Regions from separate parts of the Ovis aries genome. Here regions 1 and 3 are each linked to region 2. A link is a contact called in public Hi-C data. All regions are on one chromosome and are shown on one strand. The core of a region is the stretch at or near the end of the contact, and the rest is flanking DNA. Distances in the headings are between cores, read along the strand shown. Region 1 holds the start of ARSG (arylsulfatase G). Region 2 holds the start of WIPI1 (WD repeat domain, phosphoinositide interacting 1). Region 3 overlaps RGS9 (regulator of G protein signaling 9).

Evidence for each region. Hi-C and Micro-C count contacts between places; a contact is called where the count stands out from the background.
Region 1: a contact with region 2 is called in a Hi-C map of tail adipose tissue, with 6 times the contacts expected there. The contact joins the promoter of ARSG here to the promoter of WIPI1 in region 2. A contact is called at or near these places in 8 of 16 Hi-C or Micro-C datasets (blood, hypothalamus, liver and 4 more).
Region 3: a contact with region 2 is called in a Hi-C map of muscle, with 4 times the contacts expected there. The contact joins the enhancer-like site here to the promoter of WIPI1 in region 2. A contact is called at or near these places in 7 of 16 Hi-C or Micro-C datasets (blood, hypothalamus, liver and 3 more).

What each region holds. Positions count from the first base shown.
Region 1 is chr11:61,058,017-61,062,525 of ARS-UI_Ramb_v3.0, forward strand. It overlaps ARSG (arylsulfatase G), which reads right to left and starts at 2,008. Exons shown (of 12, transcript XM_060395884.1): 1 at 1,687-2,008.
Region 2 is chr11:60,928,392-60,932,750 of ARS-UI_Ramb_v3.0, forward strand. It overlaps WIPI1 (WD repeat domain, phosphoinositide interacting 1), which reads left to right and starts at 1,705. Exons shown (of 14, transcript XM_060395885.1): 1 at 1,705-1,871. The coding sequence starts at 1,792. LOC105610547 (a long non-coding RNA gene) reads right to left here and starts at 1,209. Exons shown (of 5, transcript XR_006061344.2): 1 at 1-1,209.
Region 3 is chr11:61,150,999-61,155,167 of ARS-UI_Ramb_v3.0, forward strand. All of the region lies in intron 1 of RGS9 (regulator of G protein signaling 9), which reads left to right. LOC114116809 (a long non-coding RNA gene) reads right to left here. Exons shown (of 2, transcript XR_003590595.3): 2 at 1-977. Among named protein-coding and RNA genes, the nearest start is that of RGS9, 5.6 kb to the left of the region's middle. Within about 2 kb of position 1,388, at least 21 of the 54 cell types and tissues checked have an H3K27ac peak or open chromatin away from gene starts, as enhancers often do. A contact at or near this core is called in muscle, where this site is marked.

The DNA.
Region 1 (4,509 bases), core at 758-3,257, 130 kb after region 2:
GGGCGGGGAAGGGGTTTGGTTCTGGAACCAACCAACCTGCAGATAGAAAGACTGATGCTTGGAGGGCTGTGATGTGAACATATTTCTGGTGCAGAATTTACTCTATATTCATGCACACACATATGCTAAGTCACTGCAGCTGTGTCTGACTCTGCAGTCCTATGGACTGTAGCCTGCTGGACTTAAGCCATTTTTCTGGGGCTTCCCAGGTGGCGCTAGTGGTAAAGAACCCACCTGCCAACACAGAAGACATTAGGAGACATGGGTTTCATCCCTGGGTCAAGAAGATCCCCTGAAAGAGGGCATGGCAACCCACTCCAGTATTCTCGCCTGGAGAATCAATCCCGTGGACTAAGGAGCCTGGGGGGCTACCGTCCATGGAGTCGCAAAGCGTCAGGCACAACGGAAATGACTTAACACGGCACAAGCTATTTTCCAGCAGACTTTTTTCTTTCATGATGTCTCTCTCTATCGCTTTTTTTTTTTTTGCCGCACCAGGCAGGATCCTAGTTTCCAGACCAGGGACTGAACCTGGGCCCTCCACAGTGAAAGGCTGGGGTCCTAACCACTGGGCCACCAGGGAATTCCCTCAAGGATGCTTCCTTTCCCCTGTGGTTCAACTGGGAGCAAGTAATTTTCTATGTATTGAATCTCTCTCGTTTTGGTGTTAAAGCAAAGCACTGGGATTTCTCTGACTTTGAGCAGCCCCAGATGGTCCCACTTGAAAAGAGGTTGAAAGAAAGTTTAATCTCACAACCTCTTCTATAAACAATCTGAAAACAACCAGTTGAACCTCCTGCTTGTGGCGCTGTCCTTCTTATGAGGTCATGCAGCATAGTGAAGACAGAGCAGAACCTGGAAGGGAGGGAGCCCTGGGGTCATCTCGGCTGCTGGTTTAACTACACACGAGTTCACACCAGCCTGCACTTGTTTCCACACTGTTAACACTTCACAACTTCGCTTTCCAAAAGCGAAAACGACGCAGGAGGCCCTTGGCAATGGAAAGAGAGTTAAAAAAAAAAAAAACCCATCTGTTCCAGGGAATCACAGCAGGTCCCCAAAGCACATTCATGGGGAATCCAGAAGCCTTCACAGGGACCCCCAGCTTTCAGTCTATATGAACACGGTCTGCACACACTGAAGACCCGGAAACCTTTTCCTTCCAGAAGCCTCACTCTCCTGTTAACTCAACTTCAAAGGGACACCCTCCCACGCAGACTGGAAACCGGCCACAACTGAGCACAAACCGCACTGCCCAACACAGCAGCTAGGAGCCGTCGGGCTGCACAGCGCTGGGCACGCGGCCACTGGGAACCCAGGCGCGCCGTGCCAGCAGGATACACACGGAATGTGCAGGCTTAGTCCAGACTATAATGGACAGTGACACAAGTCAGACGGAGAAGGACAAACGGTGTGGGACCTCACACACGTCTGGGACCGAAAAGAGCAGAGCTGCTAACAGCAGGGAATAGACGGTGGTCGTCAGGGCTGGGGGCGGGGAGCGGGAGCGACGCGGCTCAAGGTCCGAAGTCGCAGGGAGTAGGGGGTCTGTCCCGAAGAGCAGCGCCCGGTGCCGCGAGGACAGACGACACTGTCGCAGGACATCGGCCCTGCCAGGAGGCCCGCCTTAGTCCCCCACCCCCGGCCCACGGGATGTCCGCCGCCTCGGGGAGCTCGCGCGGTCACCTGTTGATCCCGGGACGCCCTGAGGACCGGAGCCGCGCCGCCACGCCGATGGCACCCGCCTCCGTCCGCACGCGCTCACGGGCTCCCGGGCCGGCGCCGCGGCCGGGGCGGCCCGAGCACCCGCGGGCCCCGAGGAGCGGGCAGCGCTGCCGCCGGGGGCCTGGCCTCGGCCGGCCGGGCCCGCACGGACGCCCTCACGGCCCTGCGCGCGCCCCGCGGCCCCGCGCGGCTGCCGCCGGCCGGGTCGGGGCCGGGGCCGCCGGCCGGGTCGGTCCGGTCCCGCCGCGCGTACGGGCCGGGCCGGGCGCCCTGGGCGGAAGCTGCCGGGCGCTTCCTGCGGGGGGCGGGGGAGGCGAGGCCCGCGGGGCGGCGCGGGGCCGGGGTGCGGGAGCGCGCGCTCGCGGCGCGGGCGTCTCGGGGGCGCAGCGGGGGCCGGGACGGCGCTCGGCCTCCGCGTAGAGTCCCCGCGGCCTGAGCTTGGACCCCGACCCTTCCCGTGACCCGAGCGACCCTGCTAAGTCCCTGGGCGCCGCCGGGAACGCTTCGGACTGTTTTCTAGAATGGTGTTCACAAGGTGGAAAGTTACTCATGTTTTCCTCTCAAATACCTTGTTGGCTCAGCGTTTGCAGAGGAAAAACTGCCTAGGTTTTGTCATTAAGTGAGAATCATTTTTAAAAACTACATTTATCCATAGTGTTTTAACTTTAATTGCAAGAAACAAATTATATTGTTTAACTTAACCCTAAGAAGTGTTCCAAAAGTAATGCAATGCATTTACACACGACTCCCAAGTGGCAATCGCAGAGTAGACGCCAGAACTGCAGCCTGCGCCGGGAGGGAGCAGACCTCTTAACAGACCTTGTTGCTGGTCTCACGGTGCAGTCAGCGCAGACTGACGTCTTCACCAAACAACTGAAACTCGGCCCCCTTACACATTTAGTCGAATCTGAGTTCTTGTAGGTCTGCAACTAAAGCCGACCTACTGGACTAACACTGTGCCCACCCTGCAGGGCAGTGAAAGGAAACTGGGGGGAATGGAGGAGACCTAAAGCGTAACTCCGGGAGGAAATAAAACCCGCAGCAGATCCATCAGAGTCCATGCTGCTCGGTCCCCTTTGCAGTGTTTCTTAGAAGACCTGGTCTCTGCCCTCCGCTTAGTTTTAATGACGAGCCACCGTTTTCTAAATGACTAGAGGTTCACCGAGCAGGAGTCTGGAGGTGAAGCCATTGATTTCGTTCTAAAATGTGCTTTAAATCGAGCTGCGTAAATAACAACAGTGCTAGAATTCAGGCATAAAAGGGAGAAAATAAAAATTGCCTTTAGTTTCACCTTCCAGGTTAAATGAGAAGTGGAAGTCCATCAGCCAGCATGCAGGTCACGTGATTTGCTCTAGCTTCTAGATTTCCTGGACCCAGCAGTCTGTCTGGTCTCAGGTTTTTAATCTGCTCCCCTTCTGGACATCCAGCCCATGTTCCCAGCCTGATGTGAGCATTTCTGGCAGACGCACAGGTAGCGGCCCCACGCTGCCCCTCACTCATGCAAACATTAGCACCGAGGAGCGGGAGATTACTGCAGGCATAAACCCGACACCTGCTCCAGGCTGTGAGAAGGAGCGCAGCTCACACAGCTGCAAGCACCATTGATTAAAAGGGAAGAGCAAATCTGAGTCCCTGCTGGAACGGTCTCCTTTCCTTTGACCTCTGCGCTCTGTTGCTACCAAGAGTGCTGGGGCCCTCTCAGCAGTCCGGTGGCTGAGACCACACTTCCCCGGCAGGGGGCGCAGGCTCCAGCCCTGGTGAGGGAGCTCAGATCCCACGTGCCCCCAGGTGCGGACCTGTGGCCAGAAGTGCACAGCAGAGCCCGTTTTCAAGGCTCTGGCCTTTGAAGGTGTACCATTTTTCTATCCATATACAGAAGAAACGCTGGAGAACAGAGGGCACCATCTGTTCTGTTGGAGGCTCGTAAGAAGGTGGTGATGTGACTCAAGTGGACAGCTACCAGAGCAAAGCATTTGGACACCAAGAAGTTGCAACCACCACCCACACCCCCTTCCCTTTTAGTACAAACGCAGCCTGATTTCTAACTCTGCTGGGCACGAGTCCACCATCTTCTTGGTCTGGCTGGCTTTCTGAAAAGTCACTATTCCTTGCCCCCAAAACTCATCTCTTGGTTTGCTAGCCTGTCGCGCCAGCAAGCAGTATGAGCTCGCACTGGCCAACAATCATGACACGTTATCTGCAAGGCCCCTGGCAAAGGACTCCGTCTGTGAAAGCTGAGAACAGCGGCGTCCCCACAAGCACCAACAGCGGGGCAGGACGGGCACCGTCAATGCCGCCTGCAAATACTCCTGGGAGGAGCTTCCATGTTGAGCTGCTAAAAACTGAAGTGAGCTGTTGCTTCTTTCGGGGATCAGCTAACCATCAGCAGAGGAAAAAAACAGGCACAGCGGGCCCGAGGCTGGAAGAGACTGCAGATGAGCAGAAGGAATGTGAATGGAGGGTGATGAGGCCGGGCCGGCCACAGGGGCAGCCTCTTTCTAAACCTGAGCCAGCAGTCACCCCCCAGAAATGACGCTCCTCAGAAACCCTTTCTCAGGTCAGAGATGGCTATTTTCACAGGATCTGTGTACTTACTAACTTCTGCTGGTCCTCGCCTCTCATGAGACATAAACATATTTGAAGAATGACACGCTTGCTCCCTCAGACCAGAGTAAGAGAGAATTCTGAGTTTTTATTCTAAATGAGCCACAGTTCAAAGTTCAGTTGCTGTTAAAAATAAAAACAAAAGAAAACCTCCACTCCACTGCCCAGACCCAACGCAGA
Region 2 (4,359 bases), core at 455-2,954:
ATTTTTTGGTTTCTAAATAGAACAAAAAGGGCTGCAGCATTTGCCTGAGCTGGGACGTGAGCCGGAAATCAGCTCTGAGCTGAGAGGTTACAAGGGCGATTCAGTTAAACCATCCAAGCAGCAGCTGCCTCCCTTACAACAATTTACACACCACCTCACATTCAACTAAAGAGCAATCAACATCTGGCCATCTATGAGCTGAGCTATTCTTACATCAGCTGAGAGAAAGAATAATAGCAGTGAAAGAAGAAACTGTTATATTTGCGTTTCAGAAAAACAAAACCAAAAGTCAACCAGAAAAGCTTAAGAGAAGAAGCCCGCTTTGTTCACTGTTTCAAAAACTATATATATATATAGCTTTGTCACATAATAGAAAAATTGAACCATGCCAGTTTGAATACTGTGGCAAGACAACAATAAAATACCATTTCATCTCAAAACTGGAAAAGCCTGAATTTAAAAATTGATCAGTAATTATATGAAGCTAAAACTAGCAGACCTGCTGATTCATAAGCTGTGTTGGTAATTCGATGGCAACATGTATTTAGGTTGGGAAAAGGGACCCTTCGTCAGGACTCACCTCCAATTACCTGAGTTTTTACTGTGCTGTCTACAAAACTCCATCCCTTTCATTAAAAATACTATGCTACACACATTTTCTTTCGGGTTTTTTTTTTTCAGCTACAGTTCAGACAGGTTTTGCCAAGTAGTGACTAGCAGAGTCGTTTGGAGTACGGGTCTTGAAATCAGGCAACTCCACATTTTACCATTTACTGTGTTATTTCAGACAGAACTGTGTAGCCGTTCTCTGCTTCTGTTACAGTCTCTCTAAACTGGGCATAATCATACCTTCTTCACACACATTTATAAGAATTCAACGAGATAAAGTTCATTGTTAATATAGCTCTGAACCTGCGGTAAGAGTTGTAACGGCGGGACAAGGGATGAGACAGCCCCTTATCTGTCCGGCCTCAGCACCCTTGCTAGAAACAGTTTCCAAGCAGCTCGAAGACTCCAGAAGAGGGTGGGGCCTTAGCGTCCAACGCGCGCCCCTAAACTGTCAGTTTAATAGCCGGGGCGTCGGGTGGGGTGAGGCCGGCGCACCGGCCCGTCTGCTTCGCCGCGACCGCGACGCAGACGGCGTACTGGACTCACCCCGCAGGCCGGGCCCAGCTGCCGGGTCTCTCCCTTCCCTCGCTCCGCCCCGCCGCCCCCGCAATGAAAACAACACCACGTGGCCTGCAGCCGTTGCGTCACTCTCCTCCACCCAATGGCAAGCCGTGCCTCGGAGCTGGGGGCGGGTCGCCAGGGGAGTGGGTCCGCCCACCCCCGTCGCCCGTTGGCTAATTGTGAGCCGCGCTGTGGGCTCTTCACCAATGGAGGCCGGCGGTGGGACCCCGCCCTCTCGGTGGCTGAGTCAGCTGGTCCAGCCGGAGGGCTGGGGCGGGGCCTGGAGGGACGGGGCGGGGCCTGGCTGGCCCGGGCGGGGATGAGGCGGCCCGGCCGAGGCCTGGCGGGGCGGGGCCTGGCGGGGCGGAGGCGGGGCCTGGCGGGCCCGGGGCGGGGCCTGGGTGGGCCCGGGCTGGGGTAGGGTCGCCCGGGTGGGCGGGGAAGGGGCGTGGCCTGGCAGGCCCGGGCCGGGATGAGGCGGCCCGGCCGAGGCCTGGCGGGGCGGGGCCTGGCGGGGAGGGGCGGGGCCGGGCCGGAGACCGGCCCGCGGGGCCGGCGCCAGCGGGCTGCTGAGGTGGCTGTCGCCCGATCGGAGCCGCGGCTTCCCGGGTCGAGCCCCCGATGGAGGCCGAGGGCGCGGAAGGCGCCCCGGGCGGGACGGAAGCGGCGCTCAGCTGCTTCTCCTTCAACCAGGACTGCACGTAAGCCGGGCCTCCTGCCCCGCCGGGAGCTGGGGGAGAAAAGTCGCGATCAGGGTTGTCGTGCAGTCGGCGACTTGGACAGCGGGCGCAGGCCTGCGCCCCGGGGGCCTGGGCGTGACGGCCGGCGCGGCCTGGGCCGGTGCGGGTCCTCCGGCCGCCCCTCCTCCGGCTCGGGGCTGAGCGCCCCCGTCCCCCTGCCGGCAGGGAGCCAGGAGGGGCCGGCCGGGAGAAGGGGGGGACAGAGCCCAGGGAGCGGGCAGAAGGAGGCTGGGGAAGCTGGGGAGCCGGGGAGTGACCAAAGCGAGGGTCTGGGCAGGAGGGGTTGGTGGTAAAGACAAAGGAGAGGGGAGCGGACAGGGAAGTTGCAAGTTGACCCCGGGCGAGACAGATAGCTAGGGCCCAGGAAGATGGGAGTTCAGGAAAAACTTTCCCATTTGTCCTTGAGCATCTCAACGTGGCATCTGGGCAGGGCCAACGACCAGGAGGCAACCTATCCCCGAAGCCAGTCCAGCCTGATCCCAGCCCAGCCCAGCCTGGGCGCCTGCCTGCCGGCCGGGTTGTCAGGAACCTTCCCATTGCCCCCAGCGCGTCTTCAGGAAGCCCACTCGGCCAGACGGAACTCCTCCTGGGAGTCCAGGAACCCTGTCCCCGGCCCAGGCTGCCCTCTTGCTTCTTGAGTGGATTTTGAGTGTCTCGCCTTGATGTTCACATTCGGACTTTGGCCAGTGAGCCAGGGGTTGCTGGACTGTGTTTGAGACGTCTGGAGGAGCCAGTCCCTTAGAAGCAGAAGGCTGCTCCCTTTCCTCCTTTCGTGGGATTGTTAGACGTCCTGGGGACCATATGGATTAACCTCTTTGGAATGTGCCACACAGCATCAGGCAGCGATGGCCGGTCCTAGTCCCCCATTTCCTGCTGTACCAGTTTCTGTGGGGCTCCTTCGTGGGCTCGCCTTCAGGCAGGTGTGCTGGCCATCTGTGCCCGGACTGTGCTAATACTGAACATTCAGCGGTGTCATTAAGGCCGTCATGTGCCATAAGCAACCCTGGCCTTCCATGCCCTTTGTCTTCTCTTTAAAAACACCCCATGCCAAACAATATGCCTTTGTTCAAAAAAAACTGTATGTGTAATCATGTAAGCTGGTGGCCAGACAATTTGGTTCCATGAGTGACTTTCAAGCTTTCCTTGACCACAGCCCACAATAAGAAATACAGGTTACAACATTACCCAATATGTATCTATCTATCTATATGCACGCACAGATATATTTATAATATACATTGTTTTTTAGTCGCTCAGTGGTGTCCCCTGACCCTTTTTGACCCCATGGACCCACCAGGCTCCTCTGTCCATGGGATTGCCCAGGCAAGAATACTGGAGTGGGTTGCCATTTCCTTCTCCAATATTATATATATAATATCACTGAAAAGCAATTCACAGCTATTTACCCTTCCTATGTGCGCTACCTTCTGGAATTTGTATTTCTTTTCTTTTTTTTTTTTCTTTTAAGCCACTTATGACTCACTGAATTGTTTCCTCATGGTTTGAGACCAACAGTTTACAAAAATGATAGTCTAGATACCATTCTGATGTTTTGTAAGAAACATTTTGCAAGAGAGGGTGGCTGTTGAAACGCCTGGGTGTTTGCCTTCCCAATTGAACTGAGCTTCAGGAGGAGAGCGGGTTAAGGAGGAGAGTTATTTTGCTTCTTAGCAGGAAGTGTTCTCAATTCTGCTTTGCAGCACTCTTTATTAGCTGTTTTTAAGGGTGTTAATTTTTACTCTAGGTGAGTCCCAGCTTTCTATAGCAGTTGGAAAAGCATGTTATTTTCAAAACCCTAGGGTGCTCGGGAAGTTAATTTCCTTCGTCTCTACGGTCAGTTCTGTTTTCTTGGATGAAGGCTCTGCTGGACAGCTCTGTCTCACCTATAAATAAAACTTTTTGTCACAGTCAGTTGCTTTGAGCCTTAGAGGGTATGACATTGGATTTTAAAATAAGTCACACCCCTTACCGAATACATTTAGGAGTGTAAGCTGTAAGTATAGGCCGAATTTGGGGTCCAGTATGTCAAGATAAGGGAGTAATGACAATTAAGCTTTACTAGTCTGCTTCACTCATACTTCATGCTTGGCCCTGTGCTAGACAATTTGGGTATATTTTATCTCATTTCATTTGTGATATGTATTTGTCCCACATCCCATTTTCATGAGAAGTGATGAGAAAAATATATTTTTTTCCCTGCAAAAAGTTCTTATGAATAAAATAAAGTTTTAATCTGAATTCCTTGAGTCAGAGTTTTCTGTGACCATTGATTAACCATTTAAAATACAGTAGGGGGATTTGCCTGGTGGTCCAGCAGCTAAGACTCAGTGCTTGCAATGCAGGGGGCTCAGTTCAATCCCTGGTCAGGGACCTAGATCCCACACGCTGCAACTAAAGATCCGCCAAGCCACCAAGACCTGGTGCGGCTAAATAAATTTAAAAAAAAGCA
Region 3 (4,169 bases), core at 138-2,637, 220 kb after region 2:
AACAATCCTCCTGCAACGAGGGAGACCTGGGTTCCATCTCTGGGTTGGGAAGATCCCCTGGAAAAAGGAAAGGCTACCCACCCCAGTATTCTGGCCTGGAGAATTCCATGGACAGAGGATCCTGGCGGGCTACAGTTCATGGGGTCAGCTGCACAGAGCTGGACACGACCGAGCGACTTTCACGTTATGCCTCTTTCACGGTTGGATCAGTGAGGCGCACAGGAGACGCTTAATACAAAACGCGTGTGCGCTTAGTCGCTCAGTCGTGTCCAACTCTTTGTGACCCCCTGGACTGTAGCCCGCCAGGCTCCTCTGTCCATGGGGATTCTCCAGGCAAGAATACTGGAGTGGGTTGCCACGCCCTCCTCCAGGGGATCTTCCCAAACCAGCGATCCAATTCAGGTCTCTCGCATTGCAGGTGGATTTTTCAGCATCCGAGCCACCAGGGAAGCCTTAATATAAAATGGTAAGCTGTAAATTAGAACTCAAGACAAGGAAGGGGTTCCCTGGTGGTCTAGTGGTTAGCACAGTCTCACCCCAAGCTGTTGAGTCAGAATCTGCGTTTTTACAAGATCCCTGGGGGACTGCTATGTGCATTAAAGTTTGAGAAGGTTGAAGAGCGGACTCTGGGGAGCACTGAGCAACTCTGACCGGGGGCTGGGATTTCCTGAGGTGACGAGTCTTGCCTGACGTGCCCAGTGGGTCAACGGTAGGTTTGGAATCAGCATCCAGGTGCCTTGAGTCCTAATTACGTTCCTTCTTCCCACCCTACCTTGTCCCCTTCACCTGGGAAATGAGGCTGCTTGGCGAGATCCTTGTTGGAGTAGTAATCTGTTCAGTTTGTCATCCGAGCAAGGTCACCTTAGAGAGTGCCAGAGGACCGTGAACGTCTTCAGGCTGGCAGGCGACACACAGTGCCTCAGGTGGCCACTCTGCGCACCTAAGCTTCTCTCCCAGTCGACAGAGCCCGCTCACAGCTGTTAAGTAAGTTAAACAGCAGAAATATCCAGTGACCAGATGATCGTAACAGTCTTTCAATAAAATCTGATTCTCAAGGAAACTACACACAATCTCCTAATAGACAAGTCACCACCTAACCTAATTGAGAAAACAGAAAGCCTAAGGCGAAAAATGAAAGAGTGGGGAAACAGGTTCGCCAGTTATGAGATTCTGCAATCGGCTGCTCTCCCCACCCCCGTGAGTCTGGGAGCCCGGCTGAAGCGGGGCTTTCCCGCCCTCGTTATGCTCCCTGGCGGCTGCCTGGCCGGGCTGACGTCACATCTGCTGGCTTTCAGCCAAGTCATCTCCCAATGAGTCAACCAGCCCTATTCTAGCACTTCAGCCTGGAGCTGAGATGCCAGAGCAGCTTGGCAGGAACTCTGCTGTTCCGCTGGGACTGGAAGCCGTTTATCTAGAGCCTGGTTTGTTGACTGCGCCTCTGACGGCAGCTGCCCAGCTCTAGGCAAGGCCCCGTTTTTCACGGAACGCTGCTGCTGGACCTGGGAGGGCTCACCCTGTCGGAAACTGGGGGCTCGAGTCGCCCCTTTACAGATGAAGACACTGAGGATGGGGGGAGGGCAGTGGCTGTCAGGTGACACTGCTTTAATTCATTTCGTGCTCTTTCTGTTATACCATCTTTCAGTTCAGTTCAGTCGCTCAGTCGTGTCCGACTCTGCGACCCCATGAATCGCAGCACGCCAGGCCTCCCTGTCTATCACCAATGACACTAATATTAGTAACAGCCACAACTGGCACCTGCCGATTCGCGTCCTGTCTATCACGTAGGCAGTCACTGTGCCATTCCCATTTCACAGAGGGGTTAAGGAACTTTCTCGGACTCATACAGTTCGTTGGTTAGTAAGTAGCAGTGTGGCGATGTGAGCCCACATAATCTGACTTCAGATCCCATTCTCTCCCCTCCATTGACTGCTCCAAGAGTCCTCACATTATTCTGGAAAGATACAGGACTCAGCCCATGGGTGCAATGGAGCCACTAGAGATGGTAACTTTTAACAGTTCCCCCAAACTGTGGTTCATCTGACAGTCACCACTTGTCAGTCACAGTTCTAAGTGTTTTGAAAACATTGTTGAATTTTCTATTGGAGTATAGTCGACTGACAGTATTGTGTCAGTTTCAGGTCTACAGCAAAGTGATCCAGTTATACGTATAAAGAGATATGTCCATTCTTTTTCAGATTATTTCCCATTTGGGTTATTATAGATTACTGAGTGTAGCCTCTCTTTGCGACCCCAGGAACCGTAGCCAGCCAGGCTCCTCTGTCAAGGAGTTTTCCAGGCACGAATACTGGAGTGGGTTGCCATTGCTGCTCCAGGGGATCTTCCTGCCCCAGGGATCGAACTTGAGTCTCTTGCGTCTCTTGCATTGGCCGGCAGATTATTTGCTCTTGCGCCGCCTAGGAAGCCCTCATTAACACTCTCTGCTGTATACAGCAGGTCCTTGTTGATCATCTATTTTATTTATATATAGTAGTGTGACCTGGGATAACCACGATGGTGTGGTCACTCACCTAGAGCCAGACATCCTGGAGTGCGAAGTCAGGTGGGCCTTAGGAAGCATTACTACAAACAAAGCTAGTGGAGCTGATAGAATCCCAGCTGAGCTATTTCAAATCCTAAAAGATGGTGTTGTTAAAGTATTGTACTCAATACGCCACCAAATTTGGAAAACTCAGCAGTGGCCACAGGACTGAAAAAGATCAGTTTTCAATCCAATCCCAAAGAAAGGCGACGCCAGAGAATTCAAACTACTGCACAGGTGTGCTCATTTCACATCCTAGCAAGGTAATGCTCAAAAATTCTTCAAGCGAGGCTTCAACAGTACGTGAACTGAGAACTTCCAGATATACAACCTGGATTTAGAAAAGGCAGAGGAACCAGAGATCAAATTGCCAACATCCACTGGATCATAGAAACAGCAAGGGAATTCCAGCAAAACATCTATTTCTGCTTCATTGACTACGCTAAAGCCTTTGTGTGGGTCACAACAAACTGTGGGAAATTCTTGAAGAGATGGGAGTGCCAGAGCACCTGACCTGGCTCCTGAGAAACCGGTTTGCAGGTCTGGAAGCAACAGTGAGAACCTGACATGGAACGATGGGCTGGTTCAAAATGGGAAAGGAGTACGTCAAGGCTGTATGTTGTCACTCTGCTTATTTAACTTCTATTCGGAGTACATCACATGGAACGCTGGGCTGGATGAAGCAGAAGCTGGAATCAAGATTGCCGGGAGAGATATCAACAACCTCAGATATGCAGATGACACCACCGTTATGGCAGAAAGTGAAGAGGAACTAAAGAGCCTCTTGAAGTAGGTGAAAGAGGAGAGTGAAAAATCTGGCTTAAAACTCAACATTCAAAAATGAAGATCATGGCATCTGGTCCCATCACATCATGGCAAGTAGACAAATAATGTCATGTCCCATTATTTGTCCCATGGCAAATAATGGGAACAGTGTCAGATTTAATTTTCTTGGGCTCCAAAGTCACTGTGGATGGTGACTGCAGCCATGAAATTAAAAGACACTTGCTCCTTGGAAGAAAAGCTATGACAAACCAAGACAGTGTATTAAAAAGCAGAGTCATTACTTTGCCAACAAAGGTTCATATAGTCAAAGCTATGGTTTTTCCAGTAATCATGCATGGATGTGAGAGTTGAACCATAGAAAAGGTTGAGTGCCGAAGAACTGATGCCTTTGAACTGTGGTGTTGGAGAAGACTCTTGAGAGTCCCTTGGACTGCAAAGAGATCAAACCAGTCAATCCTAAAGGAAATCAACCCTGAATATGCATTGGAAGGATTGATGCTGAAGCTGAGGCTCCAATACTTTAGTCACCTGACGTGAAGAGCTGACTCTTTGGAACAGACCTTGATGCTGGGAAAGATTGAGGGCAGGAGAAGGGGCGGCAGAAGATGAGATGGTTGGATGGCATCACTGACTCAAAGGACGTGAATCTGAGCAAACTCCCGGAGACAGCAGAGGACAGAGGAGCCTGGTGTGCTGTGGTACATGGGGTCACAAAGAGCTGGACTTGACTTAGTGGCTGAACAATGAGTGTGGGCTTCCTGGTGGCTCAGCAGTAAAGAATCCACCAGCAATGCAGGAGATGAGGGTTTGGTCCCTGAGTTGGGAAGATCCCCTGGAGGAGAAA